2 separate regions of the Pan troglodytes genome follow, and region 1 is linked to region 2. The links are chromatin contacts, called in public HiChIP or PLAC-seq maps. All regions are on one chromosome and are shown on one strand. Each heading gives the region's core, a stretch centred on a gene start, on an enhancer-like site or on the middle of the called end of the contact. The rest is flanking DNA. Distances are from core to core; before and after follow the strand shown.

The links. HiChIP or PLAC-seq counts read pairs in DNA pulled down with a chosen protein or histone mark.
Region 1: an H3K4me3 HiChIP or PLAC-seq map of stem cell-derived excitatory neurons shows a contact between it and region 2, with 5 times the contacts expected there. The contact joins the promoter of EAF2 here to the promoter of POLQ in region 2. A contact is called at or near these places in 4 of 7 Hi-C or Micro-C datasets (blood, induced pluripotent stem cells and stem cell-derived neural progenitor cells) and 1 of 1 datasets of contacts at active chromatin or transcription factors (stem cell-derived excitatory neurons).

The regions. Positions count from the first base shown.
Region 1 is chr2:125,117,712-125,124,498 of NHGRI_mPanTro3-v2.0_pri, forward strand. EAF2 (ELL associated factor 2) reads left to right here and starts at 3,386. Exons shown (of 6, transcript XM_009446276.4): 1 at 3,386-3,595. The coding sequence starts at 3,490. IQCB1 (IQ motif containing B1) reads right to left here and starts at 3,396. Exons shown (of 15, transcript XM_009446271.3): 1 at 3,172-3,396; 2 at 2,597-2,685.
Region 2 is chr2:124,828,651-124,835,342 of NHGRI_mPanTro3-v2.0_pri, forward strand. POLQ (DNA polymerase theta) reads right to left here and starts at 4,536. Exons shown (of 29, transcript XR_010155309.1): 1 at 3,487-4,536; 2 at 2,499-2,678.

The sequences.
Region 1 (6,787 bases), core at 2,136-4,635, 290 kb after region 2:
CATTAAAAGACAGGTTTGCTGAAAATACCTTAAAGAAAGCCCAGTGCAACTCCCAGCACATAATAGTCACAAAACTTTCAAAGAGAGTGCATATAGTTATCTCATTCTTTCCAAATGGCTGCATTATGCTACATTTCCTTTTAAGAATGCAGCAAAATATATTTAAACATCACCTCTACTGAAGGTCACTCAAGCTGTATGCTATTACAAGCAACACTGCAATGAATATACACATGATCCTTTACATTTTTGCCAATCTGTTAGATGAAAATTGGTATGATTGTGTTTTAATTTGTATTTCTTTGATTATTAGGGATGTCAGGCACATTTCGTGTTCACTGGCCATTATTTCTTTTATGTGTTTTCTATTCATATCCCTTGACTATATTTCTACCGGTTTGTCTTATTCTTTTGCAGAAGCTTTTCATACACGGATAGGAATCTTTTCTCTTTTATATTGGCTGTAAAATTTTCTCCTTGTCATTTATTTTTTCAAATTTGACTATGGGGTCTTTACCATAATTTTACAATTTTTTTTTTTTTTTGAGAGAGAGTCTCACTCTGTTTACCCTGGCTGCAGTGCAGTGGTGCAATCTCAGCTCACTGCATCCTCCACCTCCTGGGTTCAAGTGATTTCATGCCTCAGCCTCCCGAGTAGCTGGGATTACAGGCGTGTGCCAACGTGCCCAGCTAATTTTTGTATTTTTAGTAGAGATGGGGTTTCACCATGTTGGCCAGGCTGGTCTTGAACTCATGACCTCAAGTGGTCTGCCCACTTCGGCCTCCCAAAGTGCTGGGATTACAGGCATGAGCCACAGCGCCCAGCCATTTTTACAATTTTTACATATGAAATATAACAATCTTTTCCTCTATGGCATCTGTCTTTTGTGTCCTGTTTAGAAAGGTCCTCTCTAACCCAAGAGGTAAAAAACATTCTCCAAATCTTCATGTTTTTTTGGTTTTGTTTTCCTTACATATCTTCTAAAGTAAGGCATTTTTGTGAATGGTGTCATATAAGAATCTAATTTTTAATGTTAAAGTTATTGATGGATTAAAAAATGCACACAGTAGTCATAAATTCATAAGGTAACTAGTTATGAATAGACATAACAGAAACAATCTGAAACGTCACATTTTCATGCACTATGTATACATACACATACACAGGGTATCTTTTTGGACTCTACTTAGTTTCTAGTAATTTAATCTGTTTGTCTATTCTTGAGCTAGTACAACATAGTTCATTTTAATATATGTTTGGAGAAAATTCACCTCAGAAGGTAAGCTTCATGAGGGCAACCTACCTATCCCTTAGAGATGATTAAATGAGTTAATACATGAAAGCAATTGGAACAATTCCTGGCACATAGTAAGAGCTCTCCAAATGGTTATTATTAAAGCCCAGTTCTACCATCATACTACATTTTAAGACCATCTTTGCTGGCTGCCTTCTTATATCTTTGGTTCACAACTATATTCCCAGTGGCTAGACTAGTACCTGGCACGTACTAGGATTTGCTAAATACAGGTTGAAAGAATGAGTAAATGCACAAACCTCAGGCATTCTGAGCCTCAATTTCTTGACTTTCTGTTTTTCTCTTGTTACAATAGAGAAAGCTCAGATTCATAGTTGGAAGCCTCTCTAACGTAAAATAGGCTCGAAACAGTTTGTGCCCTCCTGGCTACCGTAATAAAACATCACTAAATCATTATTGTCATCAACAAATATGTGCAGAGCAGTATGGTAGATGCAGGGGATGCAAAGATTCTACACAAGACATACTCTCTGCTATTGTTCTGGTTGGGAAAGAAAAGTATGTTTATGTACATGTGTACACACACACACATACAAAAAAATATACTTAAGAATATCAGATATATGTTAAATGCTAAATAGATGACACAGATAAGAATACAGGCCATAAAGTCAGAGGACTGGGCTTCTCTGAACCATTTTTCTTGCTGTAAACAAAATAGCAATTCCTACCTCCTAGAATGATTCTATTTAGAAGAGAAGGCAGCCACCAAGATGGTCTTAAAATGTAGTATAAGTGTAGAGCTGGGCCTTAAATAATAACCATTTGGAGACCTCTTATCATGCTCCAGGAATGGTTCTAATTGCTTTCATGTATTAACTCATTTAATCATTCCAACAACTCTAAGGAACAGGTACTATTATTTTTTTCCCAATTTGAACAATGAGCATACTTAAACTCTGGAGAATGTAATTAGCTGGCACAAAGTCACACTGTTAAGTATAAAGCAGGGGTTCAAACTAGAGCCACCATCTGCCTTAAAGCATTTAACTACGATATGAAACAGCTTCGGCACACCTTCAAAGGGTAGGATTTACACAGACAGGTTGAAGGAGACATAACCACCTACCCCAAAATCAATAGACAAATGTGCCTAAGGCAGAAGGTGAGGGAGTGCAGTTGGATTGCATAATTACCCTGAAAAACCACCTGTTATGGAAACCATCTGTAAACTTTCTCTTGGGTGTTTCTCCTATAATTCAACACTTCTCCCATCTTTACATTAAATTCATGAAATTTGACACAAAAAGACAATTATTTATCTATTTTAAGGCTACTACCCTGTTGCCAGGCCACCGGGTCCGGCCCAGCCTTGATTCTTCGGGAATCACGTCTCCCTCGCCGCGCCTGTTACTGCCTCCACGGATCACTGTGAGGAAAATAAATGAAAAGGAAATTCAGTGCGATCCTGTTGCGGCTGATCCTAAATGTCTGCAGTTGCTATCTCCGAATCCTCTTTCTCCTCCCCACTACACATCCCCTTCTCCAGTCCTAGGACCACAAGAAACTTCCTCTGGTACAAAAAGGTCAGAAAACGATTACTGAGGTAACAGCGTCGCTTCAAGTCTAAGGACCGAGATTCTGGGGCCGCTGGGCTCCTTTACTCCAGATTCTAGACCCGGCTTTCGCGCTACCAGGCCTTGGATAAGACACTAGGCCCTGTGCCTGGACACTGCACCTCCCCAGGCCTCAGTTTCCACACCAGATCTCTACAGAGTGGGCGTGAGGGCAGGCCGATTCTCCCGTTAAGAGCTCTTACAAGCCGGCTGACTTCGTCCAGGAGCCTGGGGTCCTGGCCTCCTGGTAGGCGCCCTGGGGCCCTCTCCCTCCCCAGCCACCACCTCAGATAAGTTACCTCATCCTAGCTTCGCGTTCTTCCACTAAAGAACCTGGCTCCCACGCCGCACTACAGCGCCGCGGCCTTCCCGGGGCAGCGTGCGTCGCGACGCGGGAAGGGGCCTGGAGGCGGGACTAGGAGCCTCGGAGTCAAGGGGCGGAGCGCCCTTTGCTAATAAGCCAATCAGAACGTGAGACGCTCCCGGTGGGGCGGTGCGCGTCGAGCGCGGGGTGGAGTCTGGGTGACGGCTGGCGGGATCAAGTGCAGCTGCTTCAGGCTGAGGTGGCAGATAGTGAGCGCTGGTGGCGGAGTTAAAGTCAAAGCAGGAGAGTAATTATGAATAGCGCAGGGGGATTCTCACACCTAGACCGTCGCGAGCGGGTTCTCAAGTTAGGGGAGAGTTTCGAGAAGCAGCCGCGCTGCGCCTTCCACACTGTGCGCTGTGAGTGAGGACCATCCGGGGATAGAGGGGGAGCCTCCCGGGATGGGGGTGAAGAGGCACAAACCCCTCTGGGTTTTGTTCCCACAGTACCCCTTACACTGTTGGAGACTACGGGGCGGGGAGGGGGGAGGCAGCGCGATCCTCTATCCTGCTCGGAGTCTTAGGGGGTCGGTGGAAGAAATCGGAGTAGAGCAAATGTGGGTAAACCCTGGACAGAGAGCGTTGAGACCAGCAGACAGGAAGGGAAAGTGTGAAAAAAAGTCTGTAGAGGTGACTGTGGAGACAGACGTGACAGGTGGATGATGCAAGGGTGGACAGGAAAATAATAAGGTGACAAATGGGAAGGGACTAAGGACCGAATGCCGGGGAAGTTGAATGCCTTGAGGCTGGTGGGGCAATATTCTCTCTTTTCATCACTTTTTCTCACCTCTGGCAGATGAGGGTTCTTATTTGGTGTGTTCTTTGCAAAGGGAGAAATTCTCAACCATCCCAATGATCTGTATATCTCTTTGGACCCCAGATTTCACTCAGTTATCAAATACTGATTATCAAAGTATTCGAGGGTGTGTTATTAATTTCTTTATTTGGAAGATGCTTACCTCCCTATGATTTCTACCCTTTGGTTTTCTTTATGTCCTCTGGAACTAGTTTTAATAAATTATTCTCTTTTATGTTGTTGGAGTAGAAAAAGGAGCTCTTTTGCTTTAGCAGTTGGATGATATAGATTCCAGGAAGGAAAATATAGCATATAAGTTTTTATGTGTAAGACATTCGTTTTTTGCATAACAACTGTCATAGAATTGTAGAGCGGGAAGGAAACTTCAAGATCACTGAATTATAACTTCTCATTTTTCTGTGGTAAAACTGTAAGTATTTTTTCACTTCCTTTCCCCAGCCTTGCCCTTCCTTAATATCTCATCATTCCGCCTTTCTCAGTCATTCTGTACTCGGGTTGTTTAGAGACCTTTATGGTTTTTACTCTGAAATGTTCTGTGGTTCAATCAAAACAACTAATTAAAACATACATTCTCCCAAAAGTTTATTTCAGTTGTAGACAATTTAGTTATAGTTACTCAAAGTAAAGGTATGAAGAACCACTGGTTTTAACCCTGCAAGAATATATTTACTAAAAGGGTTTTTTTTTTTAAAGCAAAATTAACATCCAATTGGTAGAATAAATGGGTGAGATATTTGTGAACAGAAACTCTTCAACAGTGTCCCTTGTTTATTCTTCTTTATCATATACTTTCTCATCCAGAGCTCCCCACGATGAGATAGTGCCGTGCTGGCTCTGCATTTTCTCTCTCTCTTCAGTCCCATTTTCCGGAAGTGTGATATGCGTCTTTATCTGGTTTCTCCATGCCTTTTTCTCAAATAGTATCTACTCTCTCCTTTTCTCTTCCTTCTCAGGTATGCAATAGTCTTAATATTAATTTTTCAAGTTACAAGGGCTTAAGATTATAAAAATTTGCTTAAGAATATATTTCTATATGATTTGGGTATATATTCTCTTATGTAGGGCACAAATCCCAATTTAAATGAATAAAAAATTGCCTTTGAAAATAATCTTGCAGGTCCTTCAAAGCCTTTCATTTATAAAGGTTCTGAAAATGCCAGTATCTTGAAAGTCAGAGGATCAGATGATCCAGCTACCAGAATGAAAATAAACAAAAATAAGCAAAACAACAATAATGACAATAATAAATAAACAAACATACATGTTTGAATACACACTTAGTCCTGTGGAAGACAGAACTATTAGAAAGGTTTTCAGTCCTTATTTTCTTTTATTGTTGTTGTTGAAGCAGGTGTGGTAATGGCACAGAATCATTTTAGATTTATTTAAATAAAACTGTTTATTATTCTTGAGGACAGGTTCATTTCCAATGTAATCCTCACTCTTAAGAACTCAGAGTGAGGTTTGAAAATTGTAGAATAGTATGAAGCTGATGTTCATGCAGATAAGGGGGACCTAATTTATAACCAACCCTCAAGCCAATGTCATTGGAGAGAAAGTAATATTCTGCCTTTATTTACAGGAGCAATTCTGCCTGTCTGATATAAGACTTCAGGCAAACCCGGATGTGAATCCTGGTCTCCACCACCTATATATATAATGTGACTTTGGGAACATTCTCTAAGCTCTCAACCTCAGTTTTCTTATGGCTAAAAGATAATAGTAATATTTACATTTCATGGTTTGTGTAAGGATTAAATAAGATAGCATAAACAACCTGGAACAATATTTGCCACAGGGTAGAGAATAAATAGTAGTCACCATTAATGTTGAAGAGTTATATTCATATGTGTACGAGGGGTGCTAATGAATGTAATTTAGTCAGACTTTGAAACAGCATTTATCAGAGTTTAGCAATAAAAACTATCAAAAAGATAGTCTGGCATGTGGTAGGAAGGGCATGGGATGTTCTATCAACGATAAGCTGAATGCTTAGCAACAGGTGCTTTACCGGGTAGAAGAGTTTCAATAACAGGACCTACTAGAATCAATTTTGAATTGGGAGTAGTACTAGTTTTACTATTTATATCCAGATAAGGGAATGAATTGTGAAATCCTAAGTTTGTAAATGACACCACTTTTTTGTGTCCTTAAATGATGAGCTAATGAGCAGTGTGGGTTTTGGAGTTGGTTGAATTCATTCAAATCCCGGAAAATAAACTGATGATAATAATTGTGGATTCTTATGAAAATATTGGCATTATGTGATGTTACAGTTAAAATAATCAGAAAAGCGATAAACATTGGCAGAAAAGGTATTAAATACAAAGTAGAAAATGGTTTTCTACTCTTCATGCAATATAATAAGTAATTCCATTGTAAACCTGAAAAAATTGCATAGATGAAAGAAATCCAGAGAGAATAAATAAATGGTAAAGTTGGTGGTAGGGTTTCCAGACCAAGGAGAACTGAGAAATGAACTATTTAGTCTGGAATCATAGCAACTTGGAAGAGAATATGTTTGACATTTAGAAGCATACAGAAAGTATGAACATGAGATTATTCAACAAATTCTTTAATTCTGGAACTAAACCACTTGAAACTCGGAAGTTATATACTTTTTAAAAAGTGTGTGAGGACAAAAGACAACACTGCTTGATATAATGGGTAATAAAGAGTAGAGTTTTTTAATCCTAACAGTAGAATAATTAGAAATGTAAATAGATTCAGAATAG
Region 2 (6,692 bases), core at 3,286-5,785:
TGTAATCCCAGCACTTTGGGAGGCCACGATGGGCAAGGTGTTGTATGTCTGTAATCCCAGCATCTTGGGAGGTTCACATGAACCCAGGAAGAGGAGGCTGCAGTGAGTTGCAGTCACGCCATTGCACTCTAGCATGGGTGATACAGTGAGACTCTGTTCCAAAAAAAGAAAAAAGAAAGGAAGAGAAAAGGAATGCCATGCCTAAGAAACAGCATATGGTACAAAGGCCTAGAAGAAAGCCTGGCATGTTCAGATAACACAGAAGGTAATTTAGTAAGCATGGAGTATAAAGTACCCCAGGGGTATAAAAGAAGAGATATGAAAGTGCCACAAGAAAGGTTTATAATCCCACCATTTAAGGAGTTTAAACCTTGTCCTGAAAGCAATGCAGTGTGACTGATGAGTTTTATGAAAAGGAGTGACAAGATCATATTTGTACTTTATAAAGATCACTTTGGACTGGGCACAGTGAATCATGCCTGTAATCTCAAAACTTTGGGAGAATCACTTGAGCCCAGGAGTTCAAGACCAGCCTGGACAACACAGTGCCACCCCCATCTCTACAAAAAATTTAAACAAAAATTTTTTTTAAAAAGACCACTTTGGGGCCGGGCATGGTGGCAGGCGCCTGTATGTAATTCCAGCTACTCCGGAGGCTGAGGCAGGAGAATCACTTGAACCCGGGAGGCAGAGGTTGCAGTGAGCTGAGATTGTGCCATTGTACTCCAGCCTGGGCAACAAGAGCAAAACTCCATCAAAAAAAAAAAGACCACTTTGGCTGCAGGAGCAGGGCAAGATCAGAGGAAAAGAATGAACTAGTTTCAAAGCTATTGCATAATCTAGAAGATGATAATGAGCTGTACCAGGTAATGGACCTAAAAACAGAAAGGAGTCAGAAGCAAGAGATATATGAGGTAACAGACACCAGGACTTGGTGTTTAATTGTATAAGCTGGTGACCAGAGTTCTGAATGATACCCAAGTTTCAGTTTCAAGCAATTGAAATGGTCAAGCAATTATGCCACTGCCACTAACTATGACTTCTTAGCATTTACAAGTATTTTATTTTTTGTAATGCCTTTTCACAATACAAGTACTTTCTATGTGCCAAAAACTGTTCTGAGCTTTTATATATGAAATAATTTAATCAACTCTAAGTACTACCGAGGCACACATACTCACAAACACATACACACTCTCTCACTCTTCCTAAGTAATCTGTGAGGCTGCATAGCCAGTAAGTGATAGTTTTCAAATCCAACCAGTCTAATTCCACTGCCTGAACTTATATCTGCTGATAATTATTTAATTCGTCCTTACAGCCATAATGAAAAATCTGTGTGACTCATAATTTCGGAGAAAACTGACACAAAGGAATTGCATCTTACCAAATGATTAGATTTAAAGTCAGTGTAGTAAGCACGAGTTAAAAATTGTGTATGCCATAGTTGCCCATGAAAACCCATATAGGGCCGGGCATGGTGGCTCATGCCTGTAATCCCAGGACTTTGGGAGGCTGAGGTGCGTGGATCACCTGAGGTCAGGAGTTCGAGACCAGCCTGACCAAGATGTGAAACCCCGTCTCTACTAAAAATACAAAAATTAGCTAGGCATGGCAGCGGGCATCTGTAATCCTAGCTACTCAGGAGGCTGAGGCAGGAGAATCACTTGAACCCGGGAGGCAGAGGGTGCAGTGAGCCGAGACAACTCCATTGCACTCCAGTCTGGGCGACAGAGCAAGACTCCATCTCAAAAAAAAAAAAAGAAAACCCATAAAAATTTTATATAAAGTATATTACTTGTTGTTTGTATATACAACCCTGTACAAACAGGTCAATCTATAGCTGGGCACGGTGACTCACACCTATAATCCCAGCACTTTGGGAGGCTAAGGTAGGCAGATCACTTGTCAGAAGCTCAAGACCAGTCTGGCCAACCCAGTGAAATCCCATCTCTACTAAAAATACAAAAAAGTAGCTGGGCCTGGTGGCGCACACCTGTAATTCCAGCTACTTGGGAGGCTGAGGCAGGAGAATCACTTGAACCTGGGAGGTGGAAGTTGCAGTAAGCCCACATAGCGCCACTGCACTCCAGCCTGGAGACAAACTCTATCTCAAGAAAAAAAAAAGGTAAATTAACAAACATATAATGATAATGCTCATACCCTGAAAAGCAACCAGGATCAAACAGGGGAAGGGCAGATTTACATCTCCCATTGCACACTCACTGGGATATATGTTTGTTGAGAATAATGGCAGGCAGAATTGCCCACTCTTTAAATTGTCATTTTTCTTGCTTCCCTCCACCCCAGTCAAACAATAAAACTTTTGTAATTTAAATATAAATAATAAAACTCCATTTTTCACACATATTGTACGATTTTCTCTAGTTATAAAGCACTGCCTCATTCACCTTTTAAACAAACCACAACTACCTCAATAGAGTATTCTTTACATTCATATCTTAAAAATAGTAATTAGTTTACATAAATTTGGATACCTGAATAAACTAAATTCTTTCCTTCCAGGACTTGTCCAAGCAAAAGGCACTCTGCCTGCCATTCAAACATCTTTTTTACACCAAAACTGTGGTATTTTTCCAGAACTGCTTTAGGAAGTCCCCAGTTTGCCAATAGTAGCTTGTCTATTTCGTAGTCAGGAACTGTAGGCTTGCATTCTCCTTTTAGGAAAAAGAAAAAATTAAAATTTAATTTACTTCTAATATATGAGTTTTACAGTTAGCCCTTCACCGTGTGTTGGAATTCCTATGTGTTGAAATGAAGCTCTTTAAAGCACATCCTGACTTCAAGAATCTTATGAGAAATTGACCATGTATAGAAAAGTAATAAATTGTTATTTACTGCATATAATAAAAATTCCTTAAAAGCCTCAAACGAACAAAAAAGCGTGCAATACACAGTAGATAAAGAGTGTTGGAATTACGGGTGTAGTTGGGGGAGGAGGGCAATATGCAAGCATTACAAAGCTAAGTTAGGTGAGTTTCTATTTATAGTAAGTTTTAGTTCCATGACGACTGCACAACTAACGATTTTTAAAAACTGGGTCGACATCCACGGGACACCCAACCAATCTCATTACGAATCCCTTCCAGCCTTCCCCTGGATGCCGAACAGCCTGTGCCGTACTCCAGGCCCAACAATCCTGTCTTAAGGGTCTGTAAGGAGTACTGGGTACTACGAGGAACGAGCCCCCCAACAGATGATGGGATGAAGCTAACTAGGAAGTTGTTTCTGTAAAGGTCGAAAGATCCAGAAGCCACGTGAACATTAATACCAGGCGATCACTGAAAACACGCGTATGTCTGAACAGAAAGTGACCTGCCACACCAGGCCCCAGTCACGGAGAAGGGGAGTAGAAGCCCAATAGGGTATGCAACGAAGCAAGCCCCGTGGGGTGAGGACACCTCCCGACCCATGGCCCGGCGGAGCTGCCCCCGTTGCCCGCGGCCTCCCGGGTTCCTGGAGCACCTGCAGCTGCGGCCGACTGACGGCCGCGGTCCTTCAGGCAGCGACCCAGGCCGGGCGGCGGGCTCAGCACGGACCCGGAGAGGAGCTGGGGGCTGTCACTGCTGTCACCGCCGCTTCCCGAGAACGAATCTGAGCCTGATTCTGAACGCCGCCGTTTCCCACTCCGACGCAGAAGATTCATGGCAAACCCTTCTCGGCCGATCAGGGCAAGCCGCAGTCCCAGCGTCCTCCCTCTCGGGAGAACCCTGGCCTGGCAACAGCTGCGGGCATCTTCCCGCCAGTCTTCAAACTCAAACCTCCCGGCCCGCCCCGGAACCATAGAGTTCTCCGTGGCTTAAGTAACCCGAAAGCCATAGACTCGTGGGGAAGGAGCGGCTCTCGCTGGCGTCTAAGACTTCCGGCCTCCAACGTCCTGGTTGGTTAATATGAGAGCTAGATTAAAGAGGAAGAATACAGAATCTATAGTTATAACCATACTGACCTAAAAGCCTTCCTTCTCTTTTTGTCCATTTCTGGTTTGAATAGGAAGGCCATGCTAACTTCATAAAATGGGCTGCCCATAATAGGTAGATCAGGGAAGTAGCTCTTCTTAACGTATTGGTATTCTGTAAAAAATTATTTCAGATTGAGAAGCATTATGCAAGATAGCCTAGGGTTTCTAATAGAGCATAATTTCCTCCTTTCTCCTAGTATATGATGGTAGGGCAGGGCTATTTCTGAACACAATTTCCATTTTAGCCAGCATGCATTGTGAGGAATATGTAATGAGGAATTGGGGATTGCTGGCTGACAGACCCCTGAGACACTGTATGAACGCCGCGAGGAAGGGGCTCTGAATATACCCCAGGGATCGTTATGAGCCAAGAGCTTAGTAATGCATCTGTGTTGTCCCTTTTGTAAAGGTAGAAGCGAACGAGTTCTGAACGTAAAACGGTGACCATCCATTACCTAGTTGCATAATTCATTTCACCAAGCAAACCTAGTAGGCCCTAAGCCTGACCTGAAGAGGCTGTGCAGTTCTAGAGCACTAAAAATCTCAAAAGGTCCAGTCCAATTAAAAAAAAAAAAAAAACACTCGAATACAATCTGGAAAATAGCATTCGAACCATCAATTCCTTCCGTGAAAACATTTTTTTGATTTAAATGACAATATTCTAAAGTTCCACGAGATGGCGACATTACTCCGTGAATGAAACATTTTTCTCTTGGCCTTTTACGCAATCAACAACTATTTACTGAGTATCTACTGTAAGCTAGCCACTGGGTAAATGGCAGTGAAATGGCATAAAATGGTTCCTGCTCTCAAAGAGAAAGAGTCTAGAGAATAAGGCAGACATTAAACAAGTCAGTTAATGAAGTGTGCCATATGCTCGGGCAGAAATGAAGAGTACTATTAAAGAAATAAAAGAGATCTCGCCGGCCGTGGTGGCTCACGCCTGTAATCCCAGCACTTTGGGAGGCCGAGATGAGTGCATCACCTGAGGTCAGGAGCTCTAGACCAGCCTGGCCAACATGGTGAAACCCAGTCTCTACAAAAATACAAAAAATTAGCCGGGTATGATGGCGGGTGCCTGTAATCCCAGCTACTCTGGAGGCTGAGGCGGGAGAATCGCTTGAACCTGGGAGGCGGTGGTTGTAGTGAGCCGAGATCGCACCACTGCACTCCAACCTGTGCGACAAAGAAAGACTCCGTCTCAAAAAAAGAAAAAAAAAAAAAGAGAGAGACCCCTAGATTGTAGCCAAGAAAGAACTTTCTCAGATGCAGTGTAACTTAAGGGTTAACAGTGCAACTCTGGAGGCAGTCAGTCTAGGTTTGAAACTTAGTAGCTGTGAGATCTTGGGCAACTTGCTTAACCCATTTTTTGTTTGTTTGTTTGTTTTGAGACGGAGTGTCCCACTCTGTCGCCCAGGCTGGAGTGCAGTGGCTTGATCTCTGCTGACTGCAACCTCTGCCTCCCAGGTTCAAGCGTTTCTCCTGCCTCAGCCTCCCAAGTAGCTGGGATTACAGGCCTGCACCACCACACCTGGCTAATTTTTGTATTTTTAGTACAGACAGGGTTTCACCATGTTGGTCAAGCTGGTCTCGATCTCCTGACCTCAAATGACCCGTCCACCTCCGCCTCCCAAAGTGCTGGGATTACAGCGTAACCCTTTTGTGCCTCCATGTCCTTGTCTGTATGATAGAGATAATAATTGTAACAACCTATTTGGTTATTTTGAGGACTGAGTAAGTCAATATGTGTAAAGTACTTAGAATAGTGCCGGCACATAATAAATACTATTCAGAGAAAATATTTAGATGTTCTAATATAGCTCCCAATTTAAATTCAGCATTTTGCTGGGAAAAGGCTAAACTAGAAAAATCTCTTACAAAGCTATTCTGTTTTTATTATTAGGTGAACTATGATCAAATCAGAAAAATAATTAGAAAGGAATTGAAAGTTTTATGTCATCCTACCAAAAGCCTAGAGAATATTTTAAAATATATAATTTATTTTAAATGTTCAACATTTCTAATTTTTTCAGAAAAACTCTGAAAATGGAGAATAGAAGGCTATTTCTCAAAAATATTAAAGATGTTTATGCTAACAGTTATCATAATAACTAATATTAAAATACCAGAAGCATTTTCCATCTGTATTGTGTCTAAACTCGTGTTCCTTGGAATTTTGTCTGTGATAATTCTTCAAGGAGGCCGGGTGCAGTGGCTCACACCTGTAATCCCAGCACTTTGGGAGGCCAAGGCAGGCCGAATCATTTGAGGTTAGGAGTTCGAGACCAGCCTGGCCAACATGGTGAAACCCTGTCTCTACTAAAAATACAAAAATTAGCCAGGCCTAGTGGTGCACCTGTGGTCCCAGCTACTTGGAAGGCTAAGGCAGGAGAATGGCTTGAATCTAGGAGGTAGAAGTTGCAGTGAGCCAGGATCACACTGAGGGAAGAGAGAGACCCTCTCATATTGGGAAGAGAGAGACCCTCTCATATTGTTTTATATTGTATTATACTCAGTACCTGTTTGTTTTTTTTTGTTTTTTTTTTAAAAAAAAACCAACAAGGAAGTAAAACCAAAGACCAGCAGCCCGGCGCCACGCCCGAAACCAGGCCTGGGCCTGCCAGGCCTCAACCCAGTAGTTAAAAATCAACTCATAACTTAGAAACTGATGTTATTCATAGATTCCACACATTGTATAGAAGAACACTGTGAA